Linked DNA regions of Lactuca sativa: region 1 is linked to region 2. A link is a contact called in public Hi-C data. All regions are on one chromosome and are shown on one strand. The core of a region is the stretch at or near the end of the contact, and the rest is flanking DNA. Distances in the headings are between cores, read along the strand shown.

Region 1 (6,676 bases), core at 1,377-3,876, 350 kb after region 2:
ATCACTTTAGTAAAATAAACTGGACGTTATATTAAAAATTATTTGATTTAAGTTTTGTTTAATACGTCAAAACACATAAAAATGATCATTAACACCAGATTGTTAATAACTAAATAAATTGTCCACAATAAGTATTTTATATTTGAACGCATACAATTAACAGCAAAAATTTTTGAACATTATATATATATATATATATATACATATAATCGAGGCGGGTCGGGGCGAGGATAACCCACTCCCTGCCCCGAACCCGATAAAAAACCCAATAACGACCCGTTACCCGACCCGAAATGATCGGGTTTCGGGTTTCCCCATCGGGTTCGAGGTTTTTTGCCATCCCTAGCGGTGGCGAACGGTGGTGGAGACGAGTGAAGGTGATAAGTGTTGGTGGTGGGTGGGTAGGTGGTGAGGGTGATGATGGTGTATGGTGTTTTGGTGGGTGATGGGTGGTGGCGGGTGGTGAAGGTGGGTGGTGGTTGGTGGTTTTGGTGGGTGGTGGATGGAAGTGATGGTGGTGGTGATAGGTAGTGGTCATCGATGGTAATATATGGTGGCTGTGGGGGTGAGTGGTGGTGATGAGTGGTGGAGGCGGATGGTGGTGATGTGTAGTGGTGGTGGTGGTTGATGTGGGTGATGGTAATGGGTGGTGATGATGGGTGAAGGAGGTGGACGGGTGGTGGGTATGGGTGATAGGAGCAGGTGGTGGTGATGGGTGTTGGTGGTCGGTGCTGATGGATGGTGGTAGTGGGTGGTGGTGATGGGTGGTGGAGGTGGGAGGGTGGTGGTTTTGGTGGGGGCCGGTGGTGGTGATGGGTGGTGGTGGTCGATGGTGATGGGTGGTGGTGGTGGGTGGTCCGTGGTGGTGATGGGTGGTGGGTGGTAGTTGGTGGTAATGGCGGGAAGTGGTCATAATGATGGGTAGTGGCTAGGTGGTAGTGATTGGTGGTAGAGGTGGGTGGTGGTGATGATGGCGATTTGTGGTGGTGGTGGGTGGTGGTGATGGGTGGTAGGTGGTGGTTGAGGTATGTGGTGGTCATAGTGGTGAGTAAGTTGTAGTGATGAGTAGTGGTGGTGGATAGTGGTGGTGGATGGGCGGTAGTTATGGTGGGTGGTGGTGGATGATGGTTATGGTTGGCGATGGTGGATGATGGTGATGATGTTGGGTGGTGGGTGGGGGTAGTGGTGATGGGTGGTAGGTGATGGTTGAGGTATGTGGTGGTCATAGTGGTGAGTAAGTTGTAGTGATGGGTGGTGGTGGTGGATAGGCGGTAGTTATGGTGGGTGGTGGTGCTGGGTGGTGGTGGTGGTGGTGGATGATGGTTATGGTTGGCGATGGTGGATGATGGTGATAATGTTGGGTGGCGTGTGCTGGTGATAGGTGATGGTGGATGATGGTCGTGGTTTGTGATGGCGCATGGTGGTGATGATGTTAGGTGGTGTGTGGGGGTGGTGGTGATGGGTTGTGGAGGTGGGAGGCGGTGACGGGTGGTGGTGGTGGTGATGGATTATATTGTTTGAGTGGTGAGCGATGTTGGTTAGTGAGTTTTTTTTTTTTTTTTTTTCACTTATTTCTTGGTTTATATTAATATTATATGATGATTTTAGTTTAAAAAAATTATGTGGTCAAAATTTACTCTCAAATGTTCTAAGAAATGTTTTCGATTGAACGTTACTATATATATATATATATATATATATATATATATATATATATATATATATATATATATATATATATATATATATATATATATATATTTGACTAACCGTTCAAACGAAAAAAAAAAAAACGTTGCTGCTACCTGTTCTTGTCGGAACGTGTCTCATTATAACGCTTAGTGGGGGTGGTGTTTATCCGTGGTAAAAACGTTACGTCATGTTATATCATGTCGAGCTCGGCAATAACGGCCCTTACCGAATAGTCTAAATATTTAAAAGATGAGAAATTAAATAGTCTTCTATTTTTTGTTTCTAATATCCTCCTACCTAATTTAGATGGTGACAAGTGTCATTAAATTTAATTTAAATTTGATTGAGATTTTAAATTTGTATAATTATAATCATCTTAAATAGATTGAAAGAAAAATAGAAAAAAAAATATAAGATGATATTTTAGATTTTGAATTTAAAAGATTTAAAAGATTTTGGATCAAGGCAAACCGGCTTTTGCTTTTATTAAATCCGATAATTCATTAAATATTTTAAAGATTTTATTCGTCAGAACAAAAATCCATGAAGGCTGTCATCTACGTGTCCAGTCAGTGGTCCTCCACGTCAGCACCAGCCAAAAACAACAGGATCATGTTGATCATACGTAAAACTTAAAGATCGGGCTCCACCTAAATTACTGCAAATGGAAGTTACTGTTACACAGACCTTATACACACGTGCCTATAAGTCCATATCCTGCCACTGACACGTGTCAGTCATTAAGTACCCTTTGTAGCTCAAAAAACAAAAACGCTTGTTTCGTCGTTTGTTTTTGTTTCTAAAAGGGCCTACGTGGCAGACTATTATCTCTTCTATTCCTCCACGTGTCACCTCAACTTTTATCTTTAACAATCTTTCAAGGGTGGTTTCGTAATTTCACCTACCTCTTCACATTAAAAATCTCCCCACTTTCTTCTCCCCTTCTGCACCTATACTTTATCTCTCCGTAAAACAATCTCTCTCTCTCACAGCCGGCGGAGCAAAATCCGGCAAGATTTTCCCCGGAAAATCTTCTTGATCTTTCTTGATATTCTGTGGATTTATAGAGGTATCTTTTGTTTTTCACCAAATCGATTCAAAATAAATGTTTTTTTTTTTAATTTTAAAATAAAATCGCCATTGATGCTTGAAAAATTACGCCGGGGACTTCATAAAGAGAAGCAAATTAATATTCTATAACGGCCGGATGGATTTCTTGAAAACAATTGCATGCGGCGGTGGTGGCGGTGGCGGTGGTGGTGGTGGCGGAGGTGGGGACACCCATTCTTTGAAAGAGGAGACGTTCGGTGAAGAAAACGTAGAGCTGAGTTTAGGTTTGTCGTTGAACGGAAGATTTGGGGTGGAAAGACGGAGAGTGGTGGCTAATGATTATCATGACAACAATAACAGATTAATCCGTGCTTCCTCCGTAGCAGATTTCTCGAGTTTTCCGTCGGCAATGGAAGATCCGACGGCATTGACGGTGTATCCGCCGTTAACAAGGACGTGCTCGCTGCCGATCGAGATGGGGGATGAGTGGAAGAAGAGGCAGGAACTGCAGTCGTTACGGCGGTCGGAGGCGAAGAGGAAGCGTGTTGAAAAGCTTAAAAATGGGAAAGTTGAGAAAGGGTTGTTGACGTCGGAGGAGAATTACGATGCAAAAAGAAGAAATGTAATGAAGGGAAACGATCAGTCATGGCAACCACCACCGTCGTCACTGTTACCTCCACTGCCACGGCCGTCGCCGTTTCCGTCGCAGGTGTCCGTGGGCTCTCCTGCTAGCGGCGGATCTTCTGGTGTTTCTGATTTGGAAAGTCAACCTTTTTCAGGTATATTACTTTTATTTGTTTCGATCCATGAGATTTATTTTGATTATATCATTATATGGTAATTACCACAATTAATGTTAATTAATATAGGAAAATAAATAAAGGGTAGGATTAAATACAATAAAATAGCAAAAGTTGTTTTTAGATATTAGTTTTTATTCTCATTGCAAGATTATATTCAATTATCTCGATTTTATTAAGATATAGAGTATATTTTTGTGGTCATAATTAAGTAGATTTTGATAGTACAAGAGCCATCTATTATTGGTGTTTTGTTTTGAATAAAAAAGGATCAAATAAGCTATTAGGGGTGTCTTTATTTTCAATAACTTGTTAAAAATGGTCCTGCAGTTACAAAATTTCTATATGAGCTTTTTCATTGTTTTATTAGTTATTATTTATTTATTTATTTATTTATTTTTACAACTAATACAGTAACTACAACTGATACTTTGTTAGTGGAACCTACAAATGAAAAAACTCTACTATAACAAATGGGTATTAAGGTTTGTACTTTGTAGGTTGTTAAGTTGGCAATCATGACCATGTTGCATATGAAGGTTAGTGGAGTGTATATATATATATATATATATATATATATATATATATATATATATATATATATATATATATATATATATATATATATATATATATATATATATATATTATGGATGGTCTAATCCTTAAATTATTAAGCATAAATAAATGAAAGTACGATTTTGTAATAAGTGAATAAATAAACAAAGTGATTTCTGGCATTTAGCCTTTAAAAACTAATGGATGATTATTTTGTAACAAATTGAATTGGTTATACTTAACTTTTGTATATTTTAGGAAATAAAATGTTGATTTGCAACGATATTATGTGCCTCGATTATTGGGAGCTCATCTTTAATGTGTTTCTATCTTATTTCATATGTTTTAGAAATTAAAAATCAATCCATATGATCTTTGTATAACTCTCTACAATATTGATTAAATGATAGGAATAAATAAAGATGGTGAGTTGAAGAGCACGGCTAGTCAACATTCCATTTTGCATAAGATCCCAAGTTCGACCCCTTATAGATCGAACTCTATTGTTTCAAACAAGTCCACAAATGAAACCCTAAAGATGATGTTTGCGGATATGCCTTGCGTTTCCACAAAAGGAGAGGGTGTTAATAGCAAGAAGATCGAAGGGTTTTTGTACAGATATAAAAAAGGACAACAAGTCAGAATCGTTTGTGTTTGTCATGGTAATTTTCTAACTCCAGCAGAGTTTGTGAAACATGGTGGTGGTGGTGACGTGGAACATCCTCTTAGACACATTGTCGTTAACCCACCTTCTTTATAATATATGAACAATGGAAAAACCGTTGGAAACCTTGATGTCAGATTTTAGACAATCCTTTTATGGGCCAAGTTAAATGCTAAATAAAGTTTTGTTGTCTTCATATAGACATAGTAGAGAACAAATGTACATTTGTTGTCGTCTTTTTAATATGTTAGCTAGTGAAACTTTGGAGGTTTATATGTTAATGTTTCCTTGTTTGGGAGGTCAATGTAGTTCTAAGTTAAGGTCGTAAGTTATAAGCTAAGTCATAAAGCATTGGAGAATCTCCGTACTTATATCAAGCACATGTCACAAAAACATCCACAAGAAGATATTTTTGAAATTCGACTTCAAAACTTCTATTGGTATTGACACCAATTTTGTCAAACTCGTAGCTTATATTGCATAGCTTGAGAAATTAAAAGGTCGGGTATAGGAGTTCTTCAATGTTATCTTATATTTTTTTTCTTGATAATTTATTAAGTAAAAGCTATAACTTTCTTTAATGTGATCAACACAGATATAAAACATATAAAACATTACTAAGTAAAAACTGTAACTTTCTTTAACGTGATCAAAACAGATATAAAACATTACTAAGAATATAATAAGTTTATAGAAATATGATAAAAGTTAATTTTATAAAGGAAAAACTTCATAAATGGTATCTGTGGTATTCCGAAAACTGAAGTTTAGTCCCTAAGTTCAAAAAATCTCACAGATGGTCCATATGTTTTTAAAACTTTTAACAAAGGTCGTTATTGCTAACTCCGTTACATTTTATCCGTTAAGTGAAGGGTATTTCCATCATTTTACTACCATAATGACTATTTATGAAGCTTTTTGTTATTTAATATATATATATATATATATATATATATATATATATATATTATTAATATGTAAAGGGTCTCTCTTTTTCTCTCTCTCAAATTATTCAAGTAATAGAAGTTACAAAAGACAACATCATTTACGTATTTGTTTAGTGGCTCTCGAGCTCTTTTTCAATGAAAGCAAATGCCTTTACATTTGGGAATGTTGGCAAGACATCCTGCTCAATCATGCAAATATGGTGTCAATGTCAACTCTTAAGAAGTCTTCGGTGTCAATATTGACGGCGTTCTTTCCTCTGCTATTGGAAACCTCCACAAAAATCTGAAATCCAAAATCACTACAAAATCTGAAATCACTTATATCTCCCAGTCTCTCTTTCCCCTCTCGATATCGCACTATCACAATTTTGATTTCCAAATCGAACCTCTTTCAAAACCTGTAATATAGTTTGATGATGGAGTAAACACATAGAGAAGATGAAGGTGCATCAACCACCAGTAAAACCTAAATCTATTCGATTTCCCGTCGATGTACAATCCCCACACCGCATGTCGATTTCTTAGAATCGATTTCATCATCTCTCATTTCAAGATTTGGTGTTGCGGGTATGTTATCTCCTTTTTCCATAAATGTTGATGTTGGGTTCGATGTTGATGGATCCTCAGGTTCATTAGTATTGGTGGCGATCCTTAGGGTTTTTGTAACATCCTGGGATCAGCTATATATCTTTGGCCCTTCATCTTTCCTTAAGTTGTCAACTTAGTCCTTAAGAAGATTATGTGATAATCGAGTACGTTGGGCGTACATGAGTGTACGTTGCGCGTACTCGTGAGCGTGTTCTTGACGTGGAGGTCACCCAGTACGCTGGGCGTACTAGGCTCAGAATGAAACCCTAATTGTTAGGAAGCTCCCTATTTAAAGAACGTGATGACCTCATTTCTGGCCACCATTCCCAGACACCAAACCCTCCTAACCCTAAATCTTCGTCATTGTAGCTGGAGAG
Region 2 (6,396 bases), core at 2,806-5,305:
AAACTACATGATCGAATTAATAGTCAATCAAAAAATAATATCATTTACAAAAAAAAAAAACTTACAAATAAATTTAATTATCTAATAGAAATACTAAGTGACATGATTAATTCAAGTTTTAAAACCAAAAACCATCGAGCAAGATAATAATGTTGAACCAATAACCATCATGGTCTGCTCTCCCTTCGATGTCTGCAAAATAGAAATGAATGGAAATTGCAACCTGTGACAAAAAGATGAGTGATGACTTTCTTGTGGTCGTCACTTATCGTTGCTATCTCTTTAAACAATCTTGGCTTCATCCCCAATAATAGAAACTCAGATCAATCAAGAAGAAAGATTAGGGACCCTAACATGACACCCAAGTTTGAGAATGAAACAAAGTAGGTTGTTATTCAAGATATACTATTTATGTCCTCCATGAAGCATCTTTCACCACAACATTTGGATGGTGAAGCTTTGAGACTTGAGAGAGTGTCAGCTTCTAACCATAACTTTATTATCTAGAGTAAAAGGAAAATAGAAACAATAATGAAAGAAAAATGGTAAGGTTATAGATGCTTTTGATCAAACTGTACTAAATATCCTAAATAATAATATGGTATACCGACCCAAATGTCCATAATCCATTTTCCATGGTAAACTGTCACAAATATCATGAATGGTCTTGACTAATTAGTTAATTATAGAAAAATAATACAACAAATAGTGAATATACCTATTAATGTCATAAATGGTCCATATGTGGCTTGATGTACTTGAGCTATTGAGGCAATACATGTTAATGTCCAAAACTCATATAACAAATATCTTTAGCATTAATCTAAAATCAACATCCAAATAATCCGTGAAAAAAAATTAAACACACAAAAAAATTGTTAAAAATTAAAAAACAGAGTGTGGTGCAAAAAAATATTAAAAGGATGAAATAAACCAACAAAAAACATATAAAAGAGCAAAGTAGGAGGATGGAGTGGTATAAAAGTCGGACCTGTGTGTTAAACCTTCTAAATACAGTTTAGATATGCAAGGAAAAGATAAGATAGTCTATAAGTCAGATAGTAAAAAAAAAGTAAAAATAACTACTTAAATCACATGAGTTTTAGTGAAAAAGTAAAAATCACACATCTATTTTCCTAACACACCTGTATTTGCTAAGAGATAATGTAATGTTATGCTAAAAACTGCATCTAACAACAAACAAAACAACAATTAAAAAATCCACTTTTGCAGTAAACATTTGAAAATAACTTTGCCCCTTACAAATTTGTTCTAGCTTCCGAAGTTTAGTCTCTATGTTGAATTATATTTTCTCTTACAGTCTTTACTGATGGTTAAAGCAACCCACCACAACTCCATAACCACTCGTGTACCAACCTTCAGAACAAAGAGCATTTCAAAAACTAACATAAAGAATTTAGAAATAAAGTGGTTTTTGTGATTACAGAGAAGAAGACACAATATACCTTAGAAATCTACAAAATAATCAACGTGGTGATGAAAGATTGACGTATTTTCCGGCCACATCTAGCTATCATAAAGAGAAAGATGAATAATTGACACATTTTCTAGCAAAATCTACATATTACCTTTGAGAACATAATTTCTCATGTTGACCTCTTTTAGCGACCCTCGTTTAGTGAAAACCCTAGTACATTAGTGACTTAGTTTGGTAGCAGGAGCCTCCAATTTTCCGAGCAAGTTTCCTCTTTAACAACAAATGAAAGATTTATTGAAATATGTAAGATTAGGCTGCCAAAAATAGAATAGATAAGCAACAACCAGAGGACAATTTTGCAGAGAGAAAAGAGATGGAAAGTTGGCGAAAATCGAAGTACCAATTCTTCAAGCTACACACCTGCATAAACACAAAAATGTCTAAATCAAAAAAGGTAATTGAGAAATCATGGTAGAGAAATAGAAGATAGAAGATTTCGAGAGTGAGAGACAGAATTAGCCGTTGTGTTGGCTATGGTTTGTGTACGGTAGCGACAAGCCTCTATATATTATGGTGGTATTAAAGGGAGTGGGAGAGGATGCTGGTGGTAACCGGTGATGGTGGTGGCGTGCCGGAATTAGATGTAGGTGGTGACTGGGTGAATTGGGTGATGATGCTATATAAAGTGTATGTTTAACCGATTTCTTTGGCGTACCAGGTCAAAAGTCGTGATATTTTCCCAAAAGAAATTATTGTTGGGTAAACGAATCCATTCTTATCTTGAATAATTCAACTGTTGACCGTATAGGAAATTATCTATTCTATAATGCATAAAGTTATTATATATATATATATATTATATAATGCATTAGATATTGTACATTGTGTTTAAACACTTGAACGTCTTAAATCTATTTTTAGAAATAGTAAGATTTGTATAATAATATAGTAAGATATATATATATATATATATATATATATATATATATATATATATATATATATATATATAATATTAGTATAACGATCATTTATTGAATTTGAATTATGTCCACTAAGATGAATTGATCTATATTAGACCATCAGAAATAGAGTCCATATACCAAATTATGTTCCCAAGTCCAAGAGTTCATCGATCGTCACTTTTTTCAATGATATGTATACCAAATCGTCACTTTTAGTTTTGATGCTTGTTAAATTTTATGATTGATGTAAACAAAATCTAATTATGACATATGGTTTTGATCACTTATTAAACTTGGTTTTTGTTTTGTAAGTTGAGTTTATTATGTTGATAGATTGGGGATGGGTTGGGGATGGGCTGGGAAAAGCCCAAAATACAAAAGAGAAGAGATTTGATTCCCCGCATCCATCGGGGATGGGGATAGGGATAGGGATGGAGATGAGGATGAGGACGAGGTTAGAAACTCGGAGATGGGACCTGGATGGTCAACCCCGCCCCAAACCCGCCCCATTTCCATCCCTTGATGTTAATTAAATGATTGACTGAGAATGATTCCCTCATTCTTAACTTTTTTTCCTCAATTAAACCCTCTACTACGTATTAGATGGAAGGATATAGAAACTCAAAGTCATTTTATTTTTTAATTATTGGGTTATCATTGTTTTTTGGAAAGTAACTATTTTGTCGTCCTTTAAGTTGCCAACAAACATATTTTAAAATGATAACCGACTCATGTAATCTGTACGTTTATCTGGTATATTAGGATAAATATGTCAACCTTTTTACAATTTTATACTTTTGACCCACATTTTACATTTTAAAATTTGTTATGAAATTAGCCGAACATTAAATTTTATTACAATTTCGTCTAAAATTAGTTTAATTTACAAATTAATTTTTCTAAAAATTTTTAAAGACTTTTTTAGATATTTTTTCAATATTTATTTCTTTTTAATTTATAGTTTTGTTTTTTATTTAAAAAAAAATCCTTTACAACATTTTTATAAGTTTTTATAGAAAAAATTATTACTTGTTATAATCATTTACAAAAAAGTTATAAAGTTGTTTTATATTTTTGAGTACAATGTTTTAAACTTGGGTTATAATATTTAAAATTGTTTTTATATTTTGACATAATTTTTATACAACTGTTTTTAAATCAAATATTTGTAGATATTTTTTTTTCTTTTAAAAGTTCTTATTTATTTTACATTCACATATATTTTTTTTTCTAACTATGATAAAATCCTTTCAAAATATTTTTTTACAATATGTTTAAAATGTTTCATAATTTTTTTCTGTATTTTTCATAACATTTAAAAGTACTTTCATTAAATTAAAGATAAGTTATAAGAAGTGTAAAAAAAGTTAAAAAAAAAGAAAATATAAAACAAGTTTATAACATTTTATTAAAAAAGCTATATTGTTTTAGAAATTATCATTAAAAGGAAAATGATTATAATTCTAACCCACTTTTAAGATGTATTAAAAAATATAAAACAACTCTATAAAGTTACTAAAATATATTGTTTATTAATTATCACCAACAATTTCTAACAAAATAATCCAATGAGGGACTAAAAAGCAACCTTTTCAAACTTGTAGTACTTCTTTGTAATATTAGGTCATCAAAAAAACCAAACCTAAAATACTCGCCCCAAAAGCCCAGCTGCAACAAACTCCATCACTCCGCAGGTAGCTTTTGCACTCACTTTTTTTCGAACTACTCGTCTCAATCGCTCCATTTTCGTCCACATCATATCAGCAACATCTCTTCATCTTGATCTTCACCTTCGGATTCAATAACAAGCAAGGTAATTTCAATCTGTCAATTCGCCATTCGTTTTTTCGATCATTTAAACTACAACTATTACTATTTAGGGTTTTTCTTTCACCCGACGAGTTATTAATTGCATATTATTCCTGGTAGTTTCTCGTTCCTGTAAGATTCTCAGTGTGGTTGTTAATATATTCGCATTATCAGCATTGCGCTGTTACTGTTCTTAATTCCGCAGTTTGCATTTACATTTTTCTTCAGATTGTAATGAAATTCCTGTATACAGTAATAGTTGTTGGATCTAGTGTGATATCGGCTGTATTTTCATAAGTTGATTGATCGGGGTAACTACCTGTCTATGCCTCTTCTTTTATGCATTAGTTCTATTCAAAATGCTGAATTAATCTAACGAGTAATTCAAACAAAGACTAGAAAACAAGGAGTAGAATAAGGAGAAGCTATGTGAAACACAAATAAATCGCTAAAAGTCTAAAACTTTCATAGATAGCCATTGATAATTGATTGAATCATAAGCAACAATTTTTTCGTATCCAATACAGATGCCAAAATATAACATGAACCAAATGCCCCAATCTAGATGTATACCTGTTACTTAGTTGGATCTAAACCTTATTTTACCCAAACATTCAAGAAACATTCCCTTGTTTTCATCAAGAAACCAACCAGTTTTAAAAAAGTCCCAATTTTTCACTTAATCTAGAACCCAATCTGACTCACACTCAACTTACAATGATATGTGGAAGACTTATCTTGCTTTATTTATTAATCACATAATCTATTTGCTACATTATTTATTTACTCATTAACTAACCTATGAGATTCATAGTACTACATTTCTCAACTTACCTAATAACAATCAAGATCTCAGTTATTACACAATACAAGGATTCATTTTCTTTTTGTCCATTTTATAAAAAATTTACTAATAGAATTTTTTTTTCATGGTAATTAGAATAATGTCAACACAAAGTGAAGCTCCTTCAACAACTCCAAGTGTACAAGTGGTTGGGAATGCCTTTGTTGAGCAGTATTACCATATACTCCACCACTCTCCAGACATGGTTCATAAATTTTATCAGGAGTCGAGTTTTATAAGCCGCCCTGATGAAGATGGTGTAATGATAACTGTGACTACCATGAAAGTAAGTTTTTTTATTTAAAAAAACATTTTACTTTCCTTTTTGGATGAAAGTTATAAGTTTTATGGGATAATGTCAGTAAATAGTAACCAAGTTTTAAATTTGTTCCACCTAAGTACCTTAGATTTTTGGTGATGACGTGGCGATGACTTGTTGCTGATGTGGAAATGGAACTATGACTTGGCAGACTTGGTTACTTTTGAATGAAATTGTTTCAATATGTTTGCCATGTCATAGGTCCACATCATTATCATTAAAAGTCAAAGTTTATAAAAATTGAAACAAAAAAGATACAAAATTTCACAAGAATGAAAATAAAAACTGAGTTTTTTGGTAAAAATATGACAACCATATAGAATTGCATAATCAAATACCTAAACTACCCTTACCTTGATTTTTATAGTTTTCCAAAGTTTTCTAAATTTCTAAAATGGAAAATGAAAACTCCTCCAGTTTCAACCAAACACTTTTTTTTTTTTTTTTTTTTATTTATTTATTTTTTTTTTAATTTTCATTGAAAACTAAAAATAAAAACTCAACTCTATTTTCCAAAAACGTTTTTTTAGAAAAATGAAAACAATTTTCCACAACCAAACACACCTTATACTTTCGATTTTGTTTGTGAAAAATTGTATGTGATGATGTGGCGATGACTTGTTGTGTTGCTGATGTGGAAATGGAACTATGACTTTGCATGCTTGGTTACTATTGAATGAAATTGTTTCAATACGTTTGCCACATCATCGGCCCACATCATCATCACTAAAAGTCAAAAATTACAAAAGTTTATAAACGTTGAAACAAAAGAGATACAAAATTTCACAAGAATGTAAAAAAAAAATACTCAGTAAAGTGAAATTTTACATTCTTGTTAAATTTTGTATCCTAAATTACCCTTACCCGTGATATAAAATTGCATAATCAAATACCTAAATTACCCTTACAAGTTACCCCTGATATAAAAAAACTCAAAGTTGAGTGATTTAGGATACAAAATTTCACAAGAATGTAAAATTTCCCTCAAATTTTGTATCCTAAATTACCCTTGTCAGGACTC

What was found. A called contact is a pair of places that touch in the nucleus more often than the background predicts.
Region 1: a Hi-C map of leaf shows a contact between it and region 2, with 4 times the contacts expected there. The contact joins the promoter of LOC111913823 here to the promoter of LOC111913824 in region 2. A contact is called at or near these places in 2 of 4 Hi-C or Micro-C datasets (both in leaf).

The regions. Positions count from the first base shown.
Region 1 is chr3:162,946,529-162,953,204 of Lsat_Salinas_v11, forward strand. It overlaps LOC111913823 (ninja-family protein 6), which reads left to right and starts at 2,627. Exons shown (of 3, transcript XM_052769436.1): 1 at 2,627-3,521; 2 at 4,511-4,762. The coding sequence starts at 2,900.
Region 2 is chr3:162,594,198-162,600,593 of Lsat_Salinas_v11, forward strand. LOC111913824 (nuclear transport factor 2) reads left to right here and starts at 4,056. Exons shown (of 8, transcript XM_023909539.3): 1 at 4,056-4,216; 2 at 5,153-5,342. The coding sequence starts at 5,157.